Regions from separate parts of the Mus musculus genome. Here region 2 is linked to region 1. The links are chromatin contacts, called in public HiChIP or PLAC-seq maps. All regions are on one chromosome and are shown on one strand. Each heading gives the region's core, a stretch centred on a gene start, on an enhancer-like site or on the middle of the called end of the contact. The rest is flanking DNA. Distances are from core to core; before and after follow the strand shown. Region 1 holds the start of Ap1m2 (adaptor protein complex AP-1, mu 2 subunit). Region 2 overlaps Slc44a2 (solute carrier family 44, member 2).

What was found. HiChIP or PLAC-seq counts read pairs in DNA pulled down with a chosen protein or histone mark.
Region 2: an H3K27ac HiChIP or PLAC-seq map of the HPC-7 cell line shows a contact between it and region 1, with 10 times the contacts expected there. The contact joins the enhancer-like site here to the promoter of Ap1m2 in region 1. A contact is called at or near these places in 17 of 39 promoter capture datasets (the C10 cell line, the HPC-7 cell line, cancer-associated fibroblasts and 11 more), 12 of 15 datasets of contacts at CTCF or cohesin (CD8 T cells, the G1E-ER4 cell line, the NIH/3T3 cell line and 7 more), 281 of 484 Hi-C or Micro-C datasets (the 3T3-L1 cell line, 3T3-L1-derived adipocytes, the 4T1 cell line and 149 more), 57 of 115 datasets of contacts at active chromatin or transcription factors (the 230-238 cell line, CD8 T cells, the HPC-7 cell line and 36 more) and 5 of 9 other capture datasets (adipose tissue, embryonic stem cells, embryonic tail and 2 more).

Annotation. Positions count from the first base shown.
Region 1 is chr9:21,309,130-21,313,649 of GRCm38.p6, reverse strand. It overlaps Ap1m2 (adaptor protein complex AP-1, mu 2 subunit), which reads left to right and starts at 1,317. Exons shown (of 11, transcript NM_009678.2): 1 at 1,317-1,443; 2 at 3,858-4,014; 3 at 4,216-4,283. The coding sequence starts at 1,402.
Region 2 is chr9:21,345,150-21,349,945 of GRCm38.p6, reverse strand. Slc44a2 (solute carrier family 44, member 2) reads right to left here. Exons shown (of 23, transcript NM_001359227.1): 12 at 4,554-4,653; 13 at 4,375-4,467; 14 at 3,953-4,037; 15 at 2,995-3,257; 16 at 2,817-2,911; 17 at 1,960-2,063; 18 at 1,798-1,871; 19 at 1,548-1,618; 20 at 1,320-1,408. Among named protein-coding and RNA genes, the nearest start is that of Ilf3, 20 kb to the left of the region's middle. Within about 2 kb of position 1,620, at least 51 of the 459 cell types and tissues checked have an H3K27ac peak or open chromatin away from gene starts, as enhancers often do. A contact at or near this core is called in ECoMG myeloid progenitors, ECoMG-derived neutrophils, the HPC-7 cell line and 15 more, where this site is marked.

The sequences.
Region 1 (4,520 bases), core at 68-2,567:
GTGGCCCTGAGACTGTCTGTGCTCTGCTTCCTCCCAGGTGGTGGCTGATAAGCTCTTCACACAGGCCCTCTGCTTTAGGACAATTGCCTTGGGAGATCCTCATAGCTGCATCTGGACTCCCGGCCTGTTAAAGGTCAGAGCCCGCACCGATGCCCAAACGGGCTTTGTCGCCCCCTGGCGGCTGCACAGGAAACGTTTCTTCCACAGCGGAGCGTCATGTAGATGGCTAGGCTAAGGTTTAGAGTGGGTTTTTTTCCCCATCACCTTCCGCAAAACGGTATCCCAGCAATGGGGAAGCAGAATGATCTTGAGTTTAAGGGTAGCCTGGGATATTAAAAAAAAAAGAATGAAATTAGAAAACGGAAAACAAAGTCAGACATGTTGGTTCGTGACTAATCACAGAACTTGTAAGGCTGAGGCCAGTCTGGACCACACAATGAGCTCCAGGCCATCCGGGCTATCTCAACCTTTCTTCTAGATTTTTTTTTTTTTTTTTTTTTTTTATGGTTTTTCGAGACAGGGTTTCTCTGTATAGCCCTGGCTGTCCTGGAACTCACTCTGTAGACCAGGCTGGCCTCGAACTCAGAAATTCGCCTGCCTCTGCCTCCCGAGTGCTGGGATTAAAGGCGTGCGCCACCGCCCGGCTTCTTCTAGAATTAATAACACAAAACAAATAAACAACACGAGCGAAGCATGGTGGCGCCTTTAATCCCAGCACTCGAGAGGAAGACGCAGGTGGACTCGAGGCCAGCTATGGCTACACAGAGAACTCTGTTTTGAAAAAAATATATACAACTAGCAGCAACAGCAATACTAATAATAACAACAGAAACAACGAAACAATTAAAATGTTTAGTGTGAGAAGGATTAACACTACTGAACATCTAGTGGTGGGCACCGGGTCACACATAGAAAAAGGGCCAAGTCCTGTTGAAACTGGTATGTGTGGGTGAGAGAACAAGTTACATAGACACACGAACAGGCTGATGCCCTGGTGGGTGGATGGATGCTTGATTGGGTGGATACGTGTATGTATGGGTGGGTTAATGTAGATGTGAATGTGTATACGTATGTGGAAGGGGGTGATGGATGGATGTGTGGGTGGGTGGGTGAGTGGAAGCGGAGCGTGAATGGATACATGGGTAGGCGGATGCGAGGATCGATGGAGAACTTGAGACAGGACAGCAGTCGCGGCTCCTGGACCAGCCTTGGCATTTGCCGCCGACCGTGCCTCTCACCTGGCGGCCTCCCCTTTAAGACGCATTCACCTGGCGGCCTCCCCTTTAAGACGCGCTCACCTGGCGGCTCACCTGGGCGAAGGCGCTTCCGCAGGAAGAAGGAAGCCGCAGCGCTGCCGCCTCTGCAGCTCGCTCTCGCCTCCTAGCTTCACGGACTGCCACCATGTCGGCCTCGGCAGTCTTCATTCTGGACGTCAAGGGCAAGGTGAGGCAGAGGGCGAGGGATCGAGGTACTCCGGGCGAGTCCGCGGGCCTAGGGCTCAGGACCAGGAGCCGGGAACCCGTCCTCTCCAGCCGTCTGTGGCAAGGGGCTTCACCTCTCTTAGAGTCATTTTCCGTGTTTGTAAAATGAGATGCCCACCATCTGAGCGCCCTGAACCAGTGAGCACAGTCCTTCTGCAACCCTGGGGCTCAAAAATGCGCCAAGTGTAACTCTCTGGCTATCCTAGCAAGCTTCTCCAGTGTCGATCAGAGCGGTAGAGATGAAAACAAGAGCCCTGTAATGCAATGACAGCCTGGTCATGTGCCTCAGTGGGCAGCTGGCTGGCCTAGCACACAGACCTAGGTAATGGTCCCAGCGCACTGCATAAGCAGCCATAATTCCAGCACTTGGAAGGTGGAGGCAGAAGGATCAGGAAATCAAGGGAGTTTGAATCGGGCCTGAGCTATGTGTGAGTGACACCCTCACTGTCTCAAAAACAAAACAGGCTCAACAAGCCCAGGCACCGGCTGCCTAAGCCTGGCGACCTGAGTTTAAGTCTCAAACCCAAGTGAAAGGGAATGGAGACCACACACACACAGACACCACACAGACACACACACATACAGACACACACACACACACACACACACACACACACACCAGGCATCAGCATGCTCCCTCACACACTATGCACACAGAAAATAATAGTGCCTGTGAAAAGAAGCTAGCAATAACGACAAGGGGGTCAGGTGTCCTACCATGCACCTGTCATCCTAGCTACTCTGGAAGCCGAGTCAGAGGGATGACCTGAGCTCAGGAGGGCAAGGCCAGCCTGGGCTACAATAGCAAGACAAAACAAAGAAATAGAATAACCTTGAACAAGAACAGCTTAGGAAGGGAGGTTCAGCTCCACTTCTCTGCTTTTTGTGGACATAGTTTAAAACCTCAACTCCTTCAGCCTGGAAAGTGGAGACAAAGACACCTGCCTCAAGGCTGAGAGGTGACAGGCACTGAAACTCCTCAGCAAAGATTCTTCCTCCTCTTCCTCCTCTTCCTCCTCTTCCTCCTCTTCCTCCTCTTCCTCCTCTTCCTCCTCTGTGTGTGTGTGGGCGGGGGGGGGGGGTAGGTGGGGTGGAACCCAAGCTAAGCCAGCACACTGGCACTAAATTACATCTTTTAAATATTTATTTATTTATTTATTTATTTATTATATGTAAGTACACTGTGGCTATCTTCAAACACTCCAGAAGATGGCATCAGATTTCATTACGGATGGTTGTGAGCCACCATGTGGTTGCTGGGATTTGAACTCAGGACCTTTGGAAGAGCAGTCTGCACTCTTAACCGCTGAGCCAGCTCTTCATAGTTTTTAAATTACACTTATTCATTTGCTCTGCGTATGTGAGAATCTGTTCTGTCCTGTTCCCGTGTGTGCGGGTGCTAGAGTGGGACCTCAGGCTGTCAGGCTTGGTGAGACCCTTCAACCACTGAGAACCACTTAGTTCTTTCATGGTCCCCCCTCTGAATTTTTATTTTGAAATGGTATCTGGCTGAATTACCCAGGCCGGCTTCAGATTCACTCCGGAGCTTGGCTAGGCTTTGAACTTGCTATCCTTTGCTCTCAGCTTCCCTGGTAGCTCCGATGGCAGGCCTTGGCAAGACAAGGCCCAGCACATCCAGGCTCACTGATGGGTATCTGAAGGATTTCATAGATGGTAGGATAGTCCTCTGCTGCTGAGCTACACTCAGTAGCCCAGTTTCTTTATTATTATTGTTGTTGTTGTTTGGTAGAATCTCATAGTTTATGTTGGCTTTGAACTTACTATGTAGCTGGGGATGGCATTGAACTCCTGATCCTCCTGCCTCCTCCTCCCGAGCCCATCTCCAGCATAACACTCATTAGTAGAAAGTTGATACTTTTAGCTGTGGGTATCGAGTATCCACATAACACACATGAAGACGAGGCATACAGAGCTTGGGTCTTAGCTGGGCCCCTCAGATACCTCTGGGAGTTCCACACAGAGCTTGGCATGGTGGCAGACACCTGGGACCCCAGCACTCTAGAAACTAAGGCAGGAGGATTGAGAAGTTGTGACCCGCTGGGGCTTCATAGAAAAAGTGGCTGAATCAATAAGAAAAGGAAAGACAGGCGGGGAGGTAATTTACTTGGCAGAGAGCTGGTAATAGTATCTCTGGCCAGGGCAGAAGGAAGCAGGAGGGTCAGAGAACTTCAAGGTCATCCTCTTGTTTCTGGATTCAAGGCCAGCCCATGCTACTACGTGAGGTGTCACCCCTTCTATAACACAAAAAAGAGGCCAGTGTGTATGGGAGGAAAGGAGGTTTAGGAGAGAAGTAGACATCCTAAGGCCCTAGGTCTGCGCACTGGTGGTGACGGAGTCCTCTCTCCCTCCCCTTAGCCTCTGATTAGCCGAAACTACAAAGGTGATGTGCCCATGACAGAGATTGACCACTTCATGCCGCTGCTTATGCAGCGTGAGGAGGAGGGCGTGCTGGCCCCGCTGCTGAGCCACGGCCGAGTGCACTTCCTGTGGATCAAACACAGCAACCTCTACTGTATCCACCCCATGCTGGGCAGGAGTGCGGAGAACCCGACTCAGAGGGCAGAGACCCGAGAGCAGAATCTGCACAATACATGTGCGGTAACTCAGGTTGTGCCTGGGTTAGGGGGCAGTAGGAATGGGTGGGGGGATAGCAGGGGACATGTAACACCACTCCATCAAAAATGTCGCTTTTTCCTTAACCTTACTGCACCAGTGGTGGCCACCACGCTGAAGAACGCTAATGCCTCTCTGGTGTACTCCTTTCTGTACAAGACTGTGGAGGTAAGTGCTGGTCTCTCATTGGCTAGCTGGTCTGTCTGTATAAGACTATGGAGATAGGTGCTGGTCTCTCATTGGCTAGCTGGTCTGTCTGTCTCCTTGTTGTGTTCACCCCTGTCAGGTGCTGTCTTCTGACCATCCCCATCAAAAACTTCTCACACCTCTCACCCAGATCTGAGCTACAGAGTACAAGGTGTAATCCCTCGTCTCCGCTGTGTGGCCTCCAGGAAATCCCTTGTT
Region 2 (4,796 bases), core at 371-2,870, 36 kb before region 1:
CCTGTTCTTCCTAGTGTTGAGATGGTAGGTGTGTGCCGTCAGCATCATCATTGGATAATGTCCAACGCATCTAACCTGCAAGGCTTTTTCTGTGGTGACACAATGTGGCACAATCCCAGGGCTTGGTAGGCAAAAAGATCAAAAGTTCTATGTTGGCCTGGGTGTCAGTCAAGGAAAAAAGGCAAAGAGGAGAGTTTTGGAGAGTTGGCTTAGCAGACAAGCGTACTGGCTGCTCTTCCAGAGAACCGGGGGTTAATTCTCAGGGCCCGAATGGCAGCTTACAAACATTTGTAATCCCACATCCCAGGCCCAGAGAATTTGATGCCCTCTTTTGGCCACCACGGGCATCATGCATGCATGTGGTACACAGACACACAGGCAGGCAAAACACCAATACATATAAAATAAAAGCTAATAAATAGAGATAATTAAAGGTACACACCTTTAATTTCAGCACTAAAGAGGCTGGAGTAGGCAGATGTCTGAGTCTGAGGCTAGCCTGGTCTACATAATCAGTTTCAAGTCAGCCAAGGCTACATAGAGAGACTTTTGTCTCAAAATAAAAAACAAAACCACTGAGTCTGAGGACAGCCTGGTCTACATGGTGAGCTCCAGGTTAGCCAGAGTTATGTAGACAAACCCTGTCTCAAAAAAACAAGAAAAGAGCAGGGCTGTGGTGGCCCACTCCTGTAATCCCAGCACTTGGGAGGCAAAGGGAGGTGGATCTCTGTTAACTGGAGGCCAGCCTGGTCAACAGAGCCAGCTCCAGGTCAGGCAGGGCTACACAGAGAAACCTTGTCTCAAAAAACAAACGAAACAAAATGGGAAAGAAACCTAAATAACAAAATAACATTTTTCTACAATAATAGTAAGAGTGATAATAAGACCTATTATTAATAATATATTATTAATTATATGTAATATATATTATATATGTGTATATATAATTATTATTAGGGCTGGCAAGATGGCTTGGTGGATGAAGACACCACCAAGCCAGATGACCTGAATCCAACCCCTAAAACATAGAAGGAGAAGAGAACCACTTCCTACAAGTGTCTAAGTGTTTTTGCCTTTCCACAAGTGCATCTACCCAGCACAAACACAATAAACAAATGTAAACGGCAGTAACTCTAGTCCCTAAGGAAAAGTCCCTCCATCCCTGTGCCTTCAGCAGGTATTCAGTAAATATTTAGGGACCAAATAACCAATGACTGTGCCACCCCCAACCGTCACCAAAGGAATCTGCGCAATTCCCGACCCCTACCTTCAACCCCCCGCTTCTACCCAGACCCTGGTCTGTCCCCAAAGGTGCTCACCAGGATCGGAACCCAGTAATAATTGAGAGGTGGGGCTGTATCTTGCACAATTCTGATCCGATGGGTGAAGAAGAAGAAGGCCAGGATGCCTGTGTTGGGATGAGGGGACAAGGCTGAGTCTTCAAGGAAGGACTTCACAGAAGACTACCTGAGCCTGACACCAGCTTACAGGTCACTCCCAACAGGCTCCCAGATGTCAGTATAGACAGGCCTGGTGGCATCACTCACCCACACTACCCACAATCAGAAGTTTGCCCAACAGGAAGAGGAAGTCTGTAACTTTGTCCAGGACGGCCACCCTGTAGGGGAGAGTGAAGGGAGCGGTGTGAGCGTGGGTTCAGAGCCTGGGAGAGGGTGGAGGTGGGAGGGGAGGCACAGTAAGTGGAAGGCTGGTTCAGAAAGAGGGCTAGGGCAAAGGGGGGCTGGGAAAGGTGAGATGGGACAGGGAGGCTGGGGGGTGGAGGTGTGTCCTGCTAACCTGATGATATTTCTCATAAGCAGGAAGAAGGCATTCCTGGCTGAGGTACAGAAGTTGGTGCCATAGATAGCAATCTGGAGTGAACAGAAGAAGGTTTGAGGCCCACGGGATGGAGATGGGGAATCCTCCCACCCAGGGCAGCAATACAGCCCTGCTGTTCACCATGATGTAGGCATTCCTATTCAGGAATTTGATAAACTTCTCTAGGCACCAGAAGCAGCACTTGAGACAGACCATGAGGAACTTGGCAAACTTGTTCTGTGCAGCTGAAAGAGAATGGAAGGGATGAAAGGATGGCATGAGATGGGCTTCATTTGAATGAGACACCAAGCTCCAGCAAGACAGCTAAGGATTGCAAAGTCTGAGGCTTGCCAGAACTACTACTAGGCCAGCCTCAACAACTAAGTGAGTCTGCCTCAGTGTAAGTAAATTAATCAATCCACAAAAGTAACCCACAAAAGTAATTGCTCAGGATCAGGAATTAAGGCCATCCTTGGCAGTTTAGTGAGTTTGGATGCCAGCCTTTTAAAACAAAACAGGAGCAGTGATGTATACCTTCAATCCAAGCACTCAGAAACAGAGGCAGGTGGATCTCATATCAGAGTTTCAGGTCAGCTAGGCCTACTTAGTAAAAAGCTGCCTCAAAACAAGACAGCTTTGTTAGTCAGAGCTGCCCTTCCTGGATCCACCCCGCCCCTAGACACCCAGAACTCTGAGCAACTCAGTTCACTCTTCTCAGGGGTTCACTTCATTGCTCTGGCTGTCCTAGAACTCGCTCTGTAGGCCAGGCTGGCCTCCAACTCTCACAAAAGGTCTGCTTGACTCTGGAATACTGGGATTAAAGGCCTGTGCCACCATGCCTGCCTTCAGTTGGCTCTTCCACCTGCTCCTCTGCCACTCAGCCCCACCCCTTCACAAAGGGAAACCCAGGAGAGGCATAGCTCCGGCCCCACCCCTCAAGCAACACCCAATCAGGGACTAAGTCCAGACCCTGGCTGAAGCTACAGGAAGGGCGGCACCTTTTAGGCGCTGGTCCAGGTATTCCAGCATCACTCGGATGATCTGCACGATGGCTAAGATAAGGGAGCCAAAAGCTAAGGAGCCCGTGTGGTACCTGGAATCAAAATCTTGGATCAGTGGCCCGGCCAGAAGAGGTCCCTGCATCCCTCCCCTCCCCACCCCAACACTCCTATTTACCTGAGTGCTCGGCCAAAAGCAGAGAAGAGGGGGAAGGCAGGCATATCATCAGGCTTCCGCATAGCCCAGTAATAGGAGGCAAAGGCTCCGGCCAGGGTTACCTGGCCTAGGGCCAGCACGAAGTTGGCTAGCCAGAAGAACATGAATGCATTGAAGATCTGCAGGCCCAGCAGGGCACGGTGGTAGGTCGATTCGCCACCATAGAAGGCAAACTGGCAGCGGGCAGTGGGACACTGGAGGCTCTCATTCCGCAAGGGGAAGGTCTGGGAGAGGGATAAGGAGCCACAGTGTCAGTTCAGAGTAGCTGAGGCTAGACCAAGGACAGGTCCTAGAAGCAAAAGTATCTATTACGCTGGGCAGTGGTGGCGCACACCTTTAATCCCAGCACTTGGGAGGCAGAGGCAGGCGGATTTCTGAGTTCGAGGCCAGCCTGGTCTATAGAGTGAGTTCCAGGACAGCCAGGGCTACACAGAGAAACCCTGTCTCGAAAAACAAAAAAAACAAAAAACAAAAAACAAAAAACAAAAAAACAAAATAAAACACAAAACAAAACACAAAACAAACAAACAAACAAACTATCCATTACTTTAGTCCAGAAAAAGGTGTTAGCAGGCCTGGAGAAATGGCTCAATAGGTAAGGGGACTTAAAAATGAGGACTTGAGTTCAAGTCTCCATCCTGCTCATAAATTCATGGGTGTGACCATGTGCTAGTCTGTAGCCCCAGTGCCATAGGGAGCTAAGATACCAGCTTAGCTTACTATTTAGTGAGAGATGCTGTCTGAAAGGAGTAAGGTTGAGAAATATAAAGCAGGGACCTTGACAAACACATATGTACACATATGACACACACACATACATACCAGAATGAAGAAAGAGAGGGAAAAGAGTGACATTAGGTAAACATCTTCAAGAAGAGGTAGCCAGGGCAGCCCTGTCCTCCCCCACAGGGACGCCTACCTCTGGGTTGCAGGTTTTCCTCAGAAGTGGGCAGGCTGTGTCATCAACAACCTTGTACACGGCGGTGTTGGAGGTGGACAGGAATCTGAAGGCTCATTAAGGAAACTGAAAGCTGGAACTGAGACCCAAAGGTGTGGGGGAATTCAGGAGTGCTGGCTCACCCTTGGAATCCTGAGACTTCAGAGCTGAGGTAGGAGGCTAGCTCATCTGATAAAGGTACTTGCCACCAAGCCCAAAGACCCACTCACAGAGGGAGTACACAACTCCTGCAAGTTGTCTTTAGACCTCTAAATATTGCCACCCCTTTACCCAATATAAAGGTTATAGAAGTTTGTAAAACGAAGGGGGCAGACCCACCCTAACTGCAGGGCACTTTAGGGACACCTGTCCTTGGGGACCCCAGACTCATGAGGGGTAGATACACAGAAGTGCTGGCCCAGTAGGCAATGCAGAGACACAAGAGGAAGAAGGTCACCAGTGGGTAGAGCAGGGAGCACATGACATGTCCCACAGCCCTGGGGAGGAACAGAGACAGACATCAAGCTCAGACGGCCGGGCTGAGCCCCCAAGGCACCCCCCCCCCCGGCTCTCCAGGCCCCACCTGCTGGCTTCTTTGATGAGGGCGATGGCGATCAATATCCTTTTGCGCAGAAAGATAAGTAACAGGATGATGACCACTTCCAGGATGCTTAAAATGATCACTGTGAAGAAGGGTGGGCAGCCATCAGGGCTGTAAATTCACTTCCAGTCCCCAGAGTCACGGGGGAAGCAGAGAATTAGTGAGAGCTTCCTCTGTCTGCCCTCCACACCGGAGGGCCTTGTTACAGACCACCCCTCTCAACAA